Regions from separate parts of the Rattus norvegicus genome. Here regions 2 and 3 are each linked to region 1. A link is a contact called in public Hi-C data. All regions are on one chromosome and are shown on one strand. Each heading gives the region's core, a stretch centred on a gene start, on an enhancer-like site or on the middle of the called end of the contact. The rest is flanking DNA. Distances are from core to core; before and after follow the strand shown.

Region 1 (4,563 bases), core at 1,416-3,915:
TCTTACTTTTAGAAGCCAAATGAATTAGTACCTTTGGAGGGCACATGTTCATATGTGTGTGGAGGAAGCAGCAAAGCAGGAACTGAGGCCCCAGAAACAGCAGAGGAAATCCCCTGTCAGAAGATGCATCATTACATAAGAGCTCCAGTTCAATCACCATACCATGGAGACCAGCCAGGAAACCACAGAGTGCTGAGGTATTGCCCCCAGCCAGGCTGCAGCACCTTTTTACCTGGCTTTCTCTTCAGTGAGCCTGCATGCTGGCTCTGGAGAAGCTGCAGCAAGTCAAACTGACATCTGGTGGCTTTGCTCTCAGGACCACATTCCCTGAGCCCTTTCTATAGCAGTAGGTGAGGACCTTTTTTCGTCTATCATTCCTACTACAATATCCAGAGTCCCTCTGGAGACAGGAATCCCATCTCAAACGGGTAACTGTTCTTTCTTTCTTTTTTTTTTTTTTTTCTGAGCTGGGGACCGAACCCAGGGCCTTGTGCTTCCTAGGCAAGCGCTCTACCGCTGAGCTAAATCCCCAACCCCTCAGTTCTTTCTTTTAACTTAATAGGTACAAGTTGCTTAAGCAGCAAACGGTAATGAAAACTACCATAAACCAAAGTAAACTAACTTAGAAGTTGAGCACCATGAAGATCTGTCTGGTTTCAGTTTTAATCATCCCAGTATCTATAAATCCAGGCAACAACTATCAAATACTGTGTATGACATGAAATTAAAAAAAAAAAAAAAAAAAAAAAAGAGGTGAACAAGTTGTATTGTGTAACCTACCATGACTAGAGTTAGGGGTGCTTATAGTTAAAGAAACAGCCTCTCAGTGCTCTGAGAAGGATCTCCTTCACTCCAGAACTTACGTTTGTGGTCTTACATTATTTTAACTTGCATAGCTTCTGCCTCAACTGGAAAAATAAGGATAATATCCACCTTCCTCAAATATTATTAAATGAGATCAAAAGTGAAACTTGGGCCAGTGAGATAGTGTGTGTAGAAGCACTCATCACCAGACCTGAGTACCAGAGTTCAATCGCTGGGAGGTAGAATACTGGCTCCTGCAATTTGTTCTTTGACCTCCTCACCAGCATCATGGGGTGTGTGTGTGTGTGTGTGTGTGTGTGTGTGTGTGTACAAGCTCACACACTCGAATTCACACACGCTAAATAAATTTAGCTTGGTACACAATAAACCCTCAAGAAGTTTTTCGGGGCTGGGGATTTAGCTCAGTGGTAGAGCGCTTACCTAGGAAGCGCAAGGCCCTGGGTTCGGTCCCCAGCTCCGGAAAAAAGAACCAAAAAAAAAAAAAAAAAAAAAGTTTTTCACAGTATGGCTGCTCTATGAAATTATTCCTTTACTGAAGTACAGGAATCAACCTCCAACTCAAGACAGTTCTCCTATGTACTTGAATGAAATGAAAAATGCAAAGCTCAGAAAACTAAGAAGTCAGTGCCAAGGGCATGTCTCTACTAGTCTGCACTAGATGGTGACAGCCTGGGTGTCGAATTCCCAGAGCACAAAAAAAGTGTGTGTGTGTGTGTGTGTGTGTGTGTGTGTGTGTGTGAGAGAGATTTTTTTTTTTAACACCAAAAGGGATTCTAACACCAAAAGCCGAATTGATCACTGTGAAAAGTGGCAAGACACTGCAGATCTACAAGGGAGAAAACACCCACGGCTCAACCGAAAAGGATGCCTCCGCACCTCTCTGTACAGAGCACTTCAAACCCCAATCAGCAAGAGCAACAAAGGGCAGCATACTGCCTTGTCACCATAGAAGTGTGCGGCAACAACATTAGGCCTCTGCTGAACGAACATTAAATTCCCAATGAACTTGATGCTTCTTTAGGATCCTGGGCCTTGCTGCCCTCTCAATTCCGTTACAGGTAAGTTTTTCCACCCGCTGGCTGTCCCGTGAGGGATCATCAGTCTCACAAGAAAGAAAGTTCATCAGTCTCACAAGAAAGCCTATATATGTAGTTGCACTAAAAACAAACCAAAACAGGAAATGGCTTCGGCGAGTTTCGGTCCACATAATAAGAAAAGTTTTTGCGACTGAAGAGGCGACCAGGCGCTGGGGCTCCAGAACGCTCACGCGCACAGGCGAGCGGCTGCAAGATTTCCTCAGGAAACCCACCTCAGCCAAGCCTGTCCCGCTGTGCGGAACCGCCGCTTCGCTGGGCGAAAGGGCCTCCGCCTTGCAAGCGCGCTCAGCCAAGCCCGATCTGATCCTCCGGTCTCCGGCACCAGCACCGGTACAGCCACGCCGCCTTCGGAGCGGCCCAACGCGGCTAGCAGCGCTGACACCGGCCGGAGCGGGAGCCGGCGGTCGCGCAGAGGCCCGCGTCCCTGACGAAGTGCGTGCCCGCCCGTGCCCTGACAACCGGCCCCGCGCGCTGCTGACACAAAGCCGGCCCTCCGGCCCGGGCGGCGGTGACAACTCACCCGGGAGCGGCGCCGAGACCTCCGGGAAGGGAACGCTAGCAGCTCCCGCGCCGCCAAACTCGCTCCGCCGCTGCGCGCGCCCGCCTGCACTCCTTGTCGGGTCCCCGCGACGCCTCGCGTGCCCTGGTCTGTCTCACGCTGCCGGGCGCTGAGGGAGGAGGAGGACGCGAGCTGTGACCGACTCCAGAGGATGGAACGCGGCGGTGGCTGCGCCAGCGTCACTGGCCCAGCTGTACAGCGCGGGCGGGGGAGGCCCCGCGGAGGGGGAAGGGCTGGGACGAGGCCTGGGCGGGGCCAGGCACGCACGCAACAAGCGCAGGCGTCGCGCCGCTGGGACCGCCCCGAGGAGTCACGCGCACGCGCCTCTGACCTTGTCTGGCACGCCCCTGGGGGGGGTTGCTGGGGGAACCTTAAAGAGACAGTGGCTGGTACTGCTCTGGCTTAATACTGACTCTAGTTAGCCTCCGGTTCTTTTACTGTTATTGTTTGGATGTTTTAATTACTGTCATTTGCTATTTGAGAGCCTCTTCCACACACGTTGCCCATTTAGGTCTTGAATCGTTTACTTGACCTATCTCTGAAGCAGGTTATTATCTCCCCAGTACTCTAGGTTAAGGTGTGTAAACTTAGCTACCTCAAAAGTGCCCCGACGGGGCTTAGGGGGTGTGGAAATGTAGATCCGGCCATTTTGAATCTATAAAGCTGGGGTGGGCTTCGGGAACCTTTTTAATGGATGTCCCTGAATGCTATGTCTGCGCTGTCCAAAGCACCTGGCAGATCTCAAATTGAGGAAACAGACATTCCAGGGAGGGCTCCTAGCTTTGCTCTGCTTCTGGGCCTCCTTAAGTGGCTTTTAAATACATTAAGATGAGCACCCCCGGGTGAGCAAAGTGAGCACTGCCCAGCTGCATCTATTTAACAGTGACCTCTCACTACAGAGGGGTGGCCACATGAGAGTGGAAAGTAAGACTCTTTGTGCCTAGATCTTTGTACTTGGCCTGCCTCAGAGGTGCTCAATAAATATGGAAGCACTCCTTCTTGAAAATCAGTGGTTCATAAGTTAAGCAGGCCTGTTAGCTCCTTTTCTTTTTTTCTAGGCAAGTGCCCTACCTAAGATCTACTGGGATGGAGGTGGGGGCTGGGATTTGTTTTGTTTTGTTTCTTCTTCTTTTGCCAGATGAACTTTGAACAAAGTTACACCTCAGGGCCTTTCACCTAGAAAGCATCCCATAAAGGTGCTCTGATTTACCTCCACAACAACACAGCCATCCTCTAGAGCAGTGGGTCTCAACCTTAACGCTGTGATCCCCTTCATACAGTTCCTTGTGTTGTGGAGAGGAGACTCCCAACCATAAAACCATTTTTTGTTGCTACTTCATGACTGTAATTTTGGCACTATTATGAATCATAATGTAAAGATCTATATTATCTGATGGACTTAGGAGCCCCCTGTGAAAAGGGTCATGTTCAGCCCCTTCCACGGTCCCAACTCACAGGTAGAGGACCACTCTTGAAAGCTCTCACCCGGGGTTGGGGATTTAGCTCAGTGGTAGGGCGCTTGCCTAGGAAGCGCAAGGCCCTGGGTTCGGTCCCCAGCTCCAAAAAAAAAAAGAACCAAAAAAAAAAAAAAAAAAGAAAAAGAAAGCTCTCCCCCTTGGGCCTAGGAGAAACCCCTGATACATTTCTTACCTTTTTCCCTTTGGTCCTCTGGGAAAAACAGACACCTGGCATCCTGCCCACTTACCCAGTCTGAGGGAGCTACACCTGCCCAGACAGACCATTGGGGTTGGAAAACATCAGCCTGGCAGGATCTGGACGGCCTGTAACTCCAGCACCAGGGAAAGAGGCTGAGGCAGGAGGATTCCAAATACAAGGCTAGTCTCAGCGACAAAGCAAGATCCTGTCTCAAAAAAAAAAAAAAAAAAAAAAAAAAGCTTACTAAAACTTGTGATCCTAGCAGGAAGACCCGAGAGACAAGACAAGAGGAAAGAGGAAAGAAGAGCCTGGGCAGTGCCAAACAGGAGGATGCATGGGAAAAAGAAAGAAGCAAAAGTGGGGATGCAGACAGGTTATGTCTGCCGAGGGGACAGGTGAGTCTCTGGCCATGTGTGGCAGTTTGGC
Region 2 (4,563 bases), core at 751-3,250, 190 kb before region 1:
CTCTGAGAAAGGGACTCCTCCATTTTGCATCAAGCTTGGAGAGCTACCCAGACATGGTGGACTGCTACCTTAATCACATCGTCTTCCAACAATTAGCATCCACATACACTGCCCAGCCCTCTGCCAGCCCTCTGCCAGCCCTTCTCTTGAGCCCAGTCCAACTCAAACATCAGGAAAACATCCACATCAGAGACTCTCCAAGGAGAAGGGATCAGAAACTTCTCCAAGGGAAGTTTCATGTTGCCTAGGGCCAGCGTCCATGCTGTGCACCGTACAACTCCGGGGAGCAGCTGCCTCATGGGTGTGATGTTGGTCTGTGTGGACTACATTTGAATCCTCATCTGTACATGGTTCCAGAGGCCACCAATGCCATTGCTGAAATCTCTCACTTTCTTTTCTTTTTTCTTTTTTAGTTTATCTTAAATATATGTATGGGAAAGGGAGGGGAGGCACCATGTGTTAGTATGGGTACCTGTGGAGGCCAGAAGAGAAGATCAGATCCCTTGAAGTTGGAGTTGCAGGTGGTTTAATCCTCCTAACATGGATACTGGGAACCAAACCTACAAGAGCAAGAGTGTGAAGGAGCTCTTGTTTCCAAGTAATTAACACTAAGCCACAAACTTGTCACTACCCCAAACCACAGTAGCCTATTCACTCTGCGTGGGAAAGGAAGAGACATGAGCACCATAGGTTCAAGTCCATGTGGGCTACATGTTAAGACCAAAATAAAATGATTATGCATTATCCCAGATCTCAGCAATTAGAAGGCCACAAGGCTAGGGGTTCCCAACAGCCGAGAGGAAACTGTACATCTGACAGACCGACTCTATCTCACTGCTGAGGTGAGTGGGGGGGAGTGAGGCCCAGGATGGCTGTACCTGCCTCTCTCACGCTGCTGCTGAGGTGTGCCTCCCACCTGGCTTCCATCGTGAGGGACAGGGTGCAGCATGCAAAAAAATAAAGCCATTGGGAGCATCGTAAGAAAAGACTGCCCATCTGAAATGCCCAAAATGAGCGTGCACACCCCACCTGCCCAAGGACCTGGTAACTTCCTAGAAGATCAGAAGTTGTCATTCTTGGAAAAATAACAATGCCTCATGGGAAAGTGGTTCATAGATCAGTCTTTAGAAACCCCTCTACATGTGTACCTCGGGGTACTCAGCTGGAACATTCCAGGATCTGGTTCTGCCCGAAGCCCATGTCCTGGTCAGTATTCAACAGTCAATAAAGCTTGCTTTAAATATGGCCCAAAATAGTGGAATTAATTTCCTATCTGGTAAATCTCAAGATTAACACAGCCTCACCTCCTTCTCAAAAGTTTCTCGATACCATGGATACCTCAGGCCCCAGTTAGTTGGTCTTCACAACTGGAGCTTCCTGTGAGCTGTGCTTTGCATAGTCTCCAGGCTTCCAAGAGCCCAGTGCACCTCAGAAAGTTTTTCCCCCTCTGGAGATAAGTAAGTCTTTCAAGGATTCATGGTGCCCCACCACCAACACCAATACCAACACCAACAGGACACGTACGTTCCAGATATGGGCACAAAACAAGGTGTCAGAGGAAGAAAGTCGTGGCCACATCCTCTCCTGAAGACAGCAACACCGCATCCCCCCATCCTGTCCCATGGCCCTCTAGCCTTTGCCACTTAGAGGAGGAAAACAAAGGCAAAACAGTCTCTTTCTCTTGACAACAGATGGTGACTCACTGGGCATAGGGAAGGCACCTTTACTCAGGAAACAGCCTGAAGCCTCAGAGACCGAGCTTGAAGCAGGAACTGAAGGGAAAAGTAGACCTGCTTTGTTGCAGGTCATGGGTGGGTCTCAGAAGCACTATGAGGAAAGTATGCGCAGAAGGGGAAGAGTCAACCCTGGGCTGGGTATGAGTGCCACCAGGCAGTCACAGAGGTCAGGAAACTTGAGCAAGGTAGGAGATCCGGGGCATAAGGTTATGGGCTCTTATAACCACAACTGTGGTTCTGCTGGTTAATCTTTTATTTGCCCACAGCCACATTTTGTCCACAAACTCTGTCCTGAAAGGGGACTGACTGAAGAAAACATCCAGCAAGCTCTGGGCAAGGAAGGACAGCAGCAGAGAGCGAGGGCCGTGTTCGCTGTGCCAGAGGATGGAGGTGCACAACGTATCAGCCCCTTTCAATTTCTCCCTGCCGCCTGGCTTTGGCCACCGGGCCACAGACAAGGCGCTTAGCATCATCCTGGTGTTAATGTTGCTGCTTATCATGCTCTCACTGGGCTGCACCATGGAATTCAGCAAGATCAAGGCTCACTTGTGGAAGCCCAAAGGGGTGATCGTTGCCTTGGTGGCCCAGTTTGGCATCATGCCCCTCGCTGCTTTTCTTCTCGGCAAGATCTTTCACCTGAGCAACATTGAAGCTCTGGCCATCCTCATCTGTGGCTGCTCTCCCGGGGGGAACTTGTCCAACCTCTTCACCCTGGCCATGAAGGGGGACATGAACCTCAGGTAGGACAGAGGGTTAGGAGGGAGCAGTGTGGCATGGGGTGCTGCAAAGATGTCATGATCTGGAGAAGATCTATGCCGGAGCTAGGAGAGGGGGGTGTAAGAGCTGGATTGAGGTTGGTGTTGAATGCCAAAGGCTTATGCTAAGTTGGGGCAGGCTCTGGAGTTTCTTTGCTTTAAAAATCACAAGTAAAAAACATTAAGCTGGTCCAGAGGTAGGTTAGACACCCCTAAACTCCCTGAAGTCTCTACAGGACCACTGTAAAGGAGATTTCAATGAAAGAGTACCTCAGAACTGCAGGCAGCTGAATGTGACATGGTGTATCAGTTCTGAGACTGAAAATCTAAAAGGGGCCATAATGGGTCCAGAACACTCCAGGCAGGCCAACGTGACTGGGAACCAAACAAACATTTTAAATTCCTGCAGAGAAGAGATTCCAAAGGCTCTTTCTCCAGTATCTGGGCATCCAGAGTATCTGCTAAGACCCTTCAGATGTGTCAGATGTGGTGAGATTGCCATCCAAAGAAACCTCATGTAGAATTGAGGTCCCAGCAGTTGCCCAGGTTAGACTGGGCTTCACTCAGTATAACAAGCAGGGAAAAGGCTAACAATAGCCTGAGCCTAGAACATCCTGACCAGAAACCAGTGAGGTCTCACTCTGAAGAGCCGGACTCCTCAGGCTTGGTGGATTATCTGTCCTTCATACAGCTGCAACCAACAGCAGTGAATGCCCAGGAGAGAAGGCCCTCTCAGCTCGCTTGGGCAGCCCACACCATGGCTGAACTCACCACAGAAACACAGCCTCGGACTTAAGCCAGTCTCCCTCTGGGCTTGCTCTCAGTGGAGACGTTCAGTGTCAAGTAAAGGAGGGAACCCAAAGCCAATCTACTTGGTTCCGTGGCCACCTTGCCTGTGACTAAACTTTACAAGGAAAACCAACCAAGAAGTCTCTCCTGATGAGGCAAGGCAGCATGAGGGCAACTAGAAGGAGGGGCAAGACATTAGTCATGCTGTCCTGTAAGCCTTATCTGTCTCCAAGATGTCCAGGTTAAACCTCAGCTCTGGTGCAGAAGGAATTCGTAGTCGCATTAGTCAGAAAGGGGGCACTCTGGGGATCTGTGTATCTGTGGAAGCAGCCGATAGGACAGCATGAAGGATAACGGGTAAGTTTTTAAGTGTAACCAAGTATCACATTCTCATCAACTGGTGGCTGTTAATGATGCCCCTCTCTAATCAGCCCCACTAGGAGGCCCTAGGAGGCCTCCCACTGCACCTAGCTTGTTGTAAGATCAAGGAGATGGCTCCTGCACTGTGCTCAGTGTTTGGTTTTAGATCCCAGACTCTACCAGGAGCATTGGTGCAGCCACCGTTTGCCAAAGCCTCTTCCTCCTAAGCAAACCTGTCATTCGCATACACATTAACCAGGCCTCAGATCCCACTGGCAGACTTTCAATCCCAGCTGTCCTGAAAAGTTCCTACGTGCAATATTATAGCAATGGCAGCAATGCTGAGAACCACTCACGAAACACTCTTTTCGACAAAGTCAAATTTTAAACTTATTTTTTTTTTTTTTTGGTTCTTTTTTTCGGAGCTGGGGACTGAACCCAGGGCCTTGCGCTTCCTAGGTAAGCGCTCTACCACTGAGCTAAATCCCCAGCCCCAACTTATTTTTTTTTTTATGTGTATGTATGTCTCTTTGCACTGTGTGCCTAGTACCCAAGAGAGACAGAAGAGGGCACTGGATCCCCCTAGAACTAGAGTTCCAGATGGCTGTGAATGGCTACGTGGGTGTTCGCAATCAAACCCAAATCAGCTGAAGAGCAGCTAGTAATCTTAACCACTGAGCCGTTTCTCCAGCCCCTCCCCCAGCAAAGTCCAGTTTTAATCCCTCGATACTCATGTTGTCCGCCGTATATACGTCCTGCACTGGTCCTTGTTTTGGCGACTGACACGGATTGGTAACATACAGGAGGGAGTGCCATAACCAACCACATTCACAGATGAGGAAAGGCTTAGCACCTCTGGTCAGGGGCTGGCTGGCTTTAGAGCTGGTGCGTCTATAGATGTCTTGAGAGCTAGCCTGTTCATT
Region 3 (4,563 bases), core at 903-3,402, 170 kb before region 1:
GCAATAATTTAAGATATATTAATAAAACATTAACTACCCATTAACATTCTTAAATGCCACATTAAAATATCAAAACTGTATTTCAACAAACCTGCCAGCTGACTCTTGAGGATAAATTCTCAACTATAAGTCGATTTTCTGTTCTTACAGGTGGAGCATTTCTGAAGAAAAAAGTAAGCATTCAATGTCAGATGCTATGTGACAAGTTTAAGCCAAAACAGTGATTCTAGAGACTTCTACCAATCAAGTTTCTCAGCATGTGGACTAACTAGACAAACTAGTCTGAGAACCATTTAATTCTAATGGGTCCTATCCTAAGCCCCATCAGCCAAACCACATACCGTCTATCATTTCGAGGTCTGCGACTGCTAAAACGGTCGGAGTATCGTCCTCTACCTCTTCCACCTCGAGACCGAGCCCGAGCATGTTCAATAGTAACCCTACGAGGTGAAAAGTGCATTAATACACTACACACAGGAGCACTTACTCCAATGTCCAGTCTGCTCTACTTCCCTGGAGAACTAGTTATGAACCAATCTTGCTTACCTTTCACTGCAAAGTTCCTTCCCATCAAGTTCATAAACAGCGTCATCTGCATCCCTTGGGTCCTCAAATTCCTAAAATGTAGGAATTGGACACTGGGTAGAGCTTTTGGAAATGCATTCTACAGCATATTAAAATCATGGAAAAGTGTTTGGATAAGCCTAATCTAGGAGCGACTGGGAATCAACTCCAGCCAGCAGTTACTTTTAATTCTTAATAGAACCCACTGCCGTTTGGCCACATCCATCATCTTTCTGGGGGAAAAAAAATTCAAGTGGACTCAAGTGAGTTTAAAAATCATTGCTCATCACAAAAGCTCTACCCACTTTGGTTTTTTTAGAGACAAGGCTTCTCTGTGAATCGGCCCTGCCTCTGCCTCCCAAGCACCAGAGACTAAAGCATGTGCCGCTGCCGCCACCACTAGGTCACCTACATCTTGACAGATAATTCAACTCAGTTGGAAGTACTTACCACAAAACCAAAACCTCTTTTCAAATCAATATCTCTGATCCGTCCGTAACCCTTGAAGAATCTTTCCACATCTTTCTCCCTCGCTGCGGGATTTAGTCTCCCAATGAACACTCGACAGCCACTCATGATCCCCGGCTAGTGTTTCCTGTTAGGCAGTAATTCAATCAAGACAATGTCAATGAATGGCACAGGGGGAAAAGGTTCAGTCAAGCAGTCAAAGAGAACCAAAAACCTTTACCAACTCTACTAACACGGTCGCCATGGACCTCTGAAGTCGTTCAAGACTCCCACATTCAAACTTCAAGTTTACACTCAACTTCCCAAACGACCCCCTCCCAGGTTCCACACCAACCGCAACGCCCACTTGCCACCTTTCTACACTGCGCAGCCGCGCTCCGTTCCCGGCTCCCGGGCCCCCTCCCATCTGCCGCAGTTAAGGAAAGGCGGAGAAATACGGGTGAAGCCGACCCCGCCCTCTGCAAGGCCTTGTCCAATGGCAGCCGGCCGCGCCCGCGTCCCGGCCTCCCCGAGCGTCACAAGCCGGAATCTCGCGACGCCACAACCGAGCTTGCGCAGTCGGCGACGGGCGCGTTCGCAGCACAAAATGGCGACGGCCGAGTCTGCGGCGGGGGAGGAGCGAGCGAGCCGAGCTCCCCCCTCAGCCGCGGGCAAACCGGGCCCTGGGCGCCGAGCCTGCAGGCCAATAAGGAACTGCAGCCTCGGGCAAGGCCGGATACCAGCGTACAAGCATAAGGACCGGATAAGAACCACCTAAGGGTGGCGGGGAGGGGCGCGCTGCTTCCCTCTATAAACGCCCTCCCCCACGCCCGCCCTTCCGCCTTGTGTCCCCTCAAGCAACACCAAAAGGGAGACGTGCCCCAGCGCCCACCTCAATCAACTGCGCTCTGTTAGACGCCGTCCTCCGCAAAGAGCGAAGCCCCGGCCGCTCGCGACCCGAGCGGCCATGAAGAAGCCTCGATCCGAGAAGCCTTGCCCTCAAAGCGAGCCACTCACCTACCGGACAGGGTCTTTGACGGCTGAGACCTGGAGAGGTCCGTAGTCTGCGTCGGAGCTGTCTGCCTCCCTACACACACGAACTCAACTCCTCTACGTCTCTCCACAACTGACGCACTTAGCAGCTCGGACGTTCACAAAATGGAAGGAGCGTCCTTACGTCACTTCCAGGGCGGCTCCAGAAGCCCGGGTACCGCCCCGTTGGAGCCTAGAACAGAAGTTTCCGCGGAGCCGGAAGTCCTAGTGGGGCGGGGTTTCCTTAGGGTGACCCCCTGCGAAAGCAGTGGGTGGTCTGTGGGTAGTGGGAGGGCGGTGGTTAGAGACGGTCGCTCCGTTGGCGCGACTGATACACCGTGGAGCATCTTTGGATACGAAAAGATGTGTCCAAAGATTTTTCTTAGCTCCCTCGAAGATTACCAAGTAAAAGAAGCCCAGGCTTTGCAAAAACACCTGTTTCTTTTAAAAATTCATGTTGTCTCACTCAGCAGCCCTGGCTAGCCTTGAGCTAGAACTCCCATCTGTCCCGCCTTCAGAGTGACAGGATTACTAGCCTGAGCATCAAGTCCATGGATTTTGTTTGGGGTTTTTTTTGGTTTTTTGGTTTTTTTTGTTTTGTTTTTTTTTTTTTTTTTTTTTTTTTTTTGGTCCCCTTCTGCAAGTTATTCTTACCAATGTGCTTAAAGGAGAGAGGGTTCTTTGAGCCTCTACTGAATTCCTCTCTCAGTGCTGTGACAGTTCTGATGAGCCTCAGAAACTGAGTTGTTTTCAGCTAACAGAGGGATTTTACTTGATGAAATTGAGACTGGGGGTAAAAACACTCCTGGGTTGAATCCCTAGGGCCAGTCTTGGGCTCAGCTAGATGGGAAAGATTTCAAGTTGTTTCTAAGTCCAACTGGCCGTTGTCTATTCCTTTCTGTCCAGGCCTCAAAGTTCAGGTGGTGGTGTCTGCCATTAATCTCAGCTCTCCGGAGCCCGAGACAGGAGTATGTCCTGTGAGTTCCAGGACAGCCTAATCTACAAAGCCCAGGACAGCCAGGGAAACCCTGTTTCGAGGAAACAAAAACAAACAAACAAACAACAACAACAAAAACACACACACAAAAAAAACCCCAAGTCAACAGTTATTCAGAAATGGAATGGTGCCCTTCACATCTGTAACTCTATCCAGCCTTCCTTAGTGAAGTTGGGAGGTCTAGAAACGCTGATGATAAAGACAGTTGTGGAAAGGGTACTTCTCTTTAGTGTTTTTATCTGTAATGCAAAGCATCATCTAGATTTGAGATGTACCTAGAATAGGGTCACAGAGAAATGAACTGATAGCTCAGGAAGGAGAAGACCAACCCTGGGTCTGACCTCATTCAGATGGGATAAGCTTGTCTATTCAGTTTTTTTAAAGCAAATAAAAACAGCAACGGTGGGTCCATTAAGAAAAACACGTAGTTATCTTTGGTGTGAGGAATTAAAGATGGATTTAAGACAAAATATACATTTGATAAATAAAATGTTTAAGAGCTCACTAGAGAAGGCTTGGGAGTTAAAAAGGATGCTGATTCGGCAGGAGTTTGAATCCCAGCACCTACTTAAGTGCCAGGCCAGCATGGAAGTCCACCTGTAAGCCCAGCATGGTGTTCAGGAGCCACTGGCTAGCTGGACTAGGAGAATCAATGACATCTGAGAACAAGTGAAAGACCCTAATATATAAGATGGAGAGTGACTGAGAAAGACAAGGGAGCTTAACCTCTGCCGCCCCCCACACACACACTTGATTCCACATGCATGTAAAAAGACACACATCATGTACACTAAAAAAACTTTGTATCGTACCAGAAATGTCTGGGGGAAGAGGGAGTAACTATCTATATACCTGCTTTTGGATAAATATTTTTCCCATGTCATTCTTTAGGTGCAAGGGCACCCTTTCCAAAGACATTCAAACAAATAATGGATATTTAGTAGAGAAGAGATGCAGAGATCACAGATTAAGAGAACATTTATTATCCATCACAGACCTGAGGCCACACCCTCCCTGAAGCTGTAAGGAGTTGATAAGAAAGCTTACAGTAGCCAGGCCTGGTGGATAGGGATGTTTTTAATCCCAGTGTTTGGTAGTAGAGGGAGGAGGTGGCCAGCTCTAAATAGTAAGTTCAAGATCAGCCAGAGCCATATTGTGGAACCCTGTCTGGGAGAGAGAGAAAGAGATTGATTCTGTCTCTGAATCTATATAGGTCTATCTTTTACTTGTTAAATACTGATTTCTTTCATTATTAAAAATCTCTACATGATGTTTTAAATACCAATGTCTCTAGAGTCATGCAACACAGACATTTCATTCCTGTCAACTGTAGATCACATTATTTGATGTTGGTCCTCTCTGATCACGGTCAAACTGCTTTCTCCAGGTTGGTCATTCCCTCGTTGACTCAGAGCAGCTGTTGACCACCTTCAGGGGGCTTCTCAGGGAGTCAAGCCTATTTACCCTCTTCGTGGAGGACTAAGGAAAGCTCAGGTAGCCCTCTCTGGAGCTGTATTAGTAGT

The links. A called contact is a pair of places that touch in the nucleus more often than the background predicts.
Region 2: a Hi-C map of liver shows a contact between it and region 1, with 4 times the contacts expected there. The contact joins the promoter of Slc10a1 here to the promoter of Susd6 in region 1. A contact is called at or near these places in 2 of 12 Hi-C or Micro-C datasets (the A7r5 cell line and liver).
Region 3: a Hi-C map of mammary epithelial cells shows a contact between it and region 1, with 1.9 times the contacts expected there. The contact joins the promoter of Srsf5 here to the promoter of Susd6 in region 1. A contact is called at or near these places in 3 of 12 Hi-C or Micro-C datasets (the A7r5 cell line, frontal cortex and mammary epithelial cells).

What each region holds. Positions count from the first base shown.
Region 1 is chr6:106,167,229-106,171,791 of GRCr8, reverse strand. Susd6 (sushi domain containing 6) reads right to left here and starts at 2,665. Exons shown (of 6, transcript NM_001398930.1): 1 at 2,443-2,665.
Region 2 is chr6:106,355,381-106,359,943 of GRCr8, reverse strand. It overlaps Slc10a1 (solute carrier family 10 member 1), which reads left to right and starts at 2,000. Exons shown (of 5, transcript NM_017047.2): 1 at 2,000-2,476. The coding sequence starts at 2,121.
Region 3 is chr6:106,334,345-106,338,907 of GRCr8, reverse strand. It overlaps Srsf5 (serine and arginine rich splicing factor 5), which reads right to left and starts at 2,152. Exons shown (of 8, transcript NM_019257.3): 1 at 2,029-2,152; 2 at 1,015-1,159; 3 at 547-617; 4 at 342-440; 5 at 92-161. The coding sequence starts at 1,140.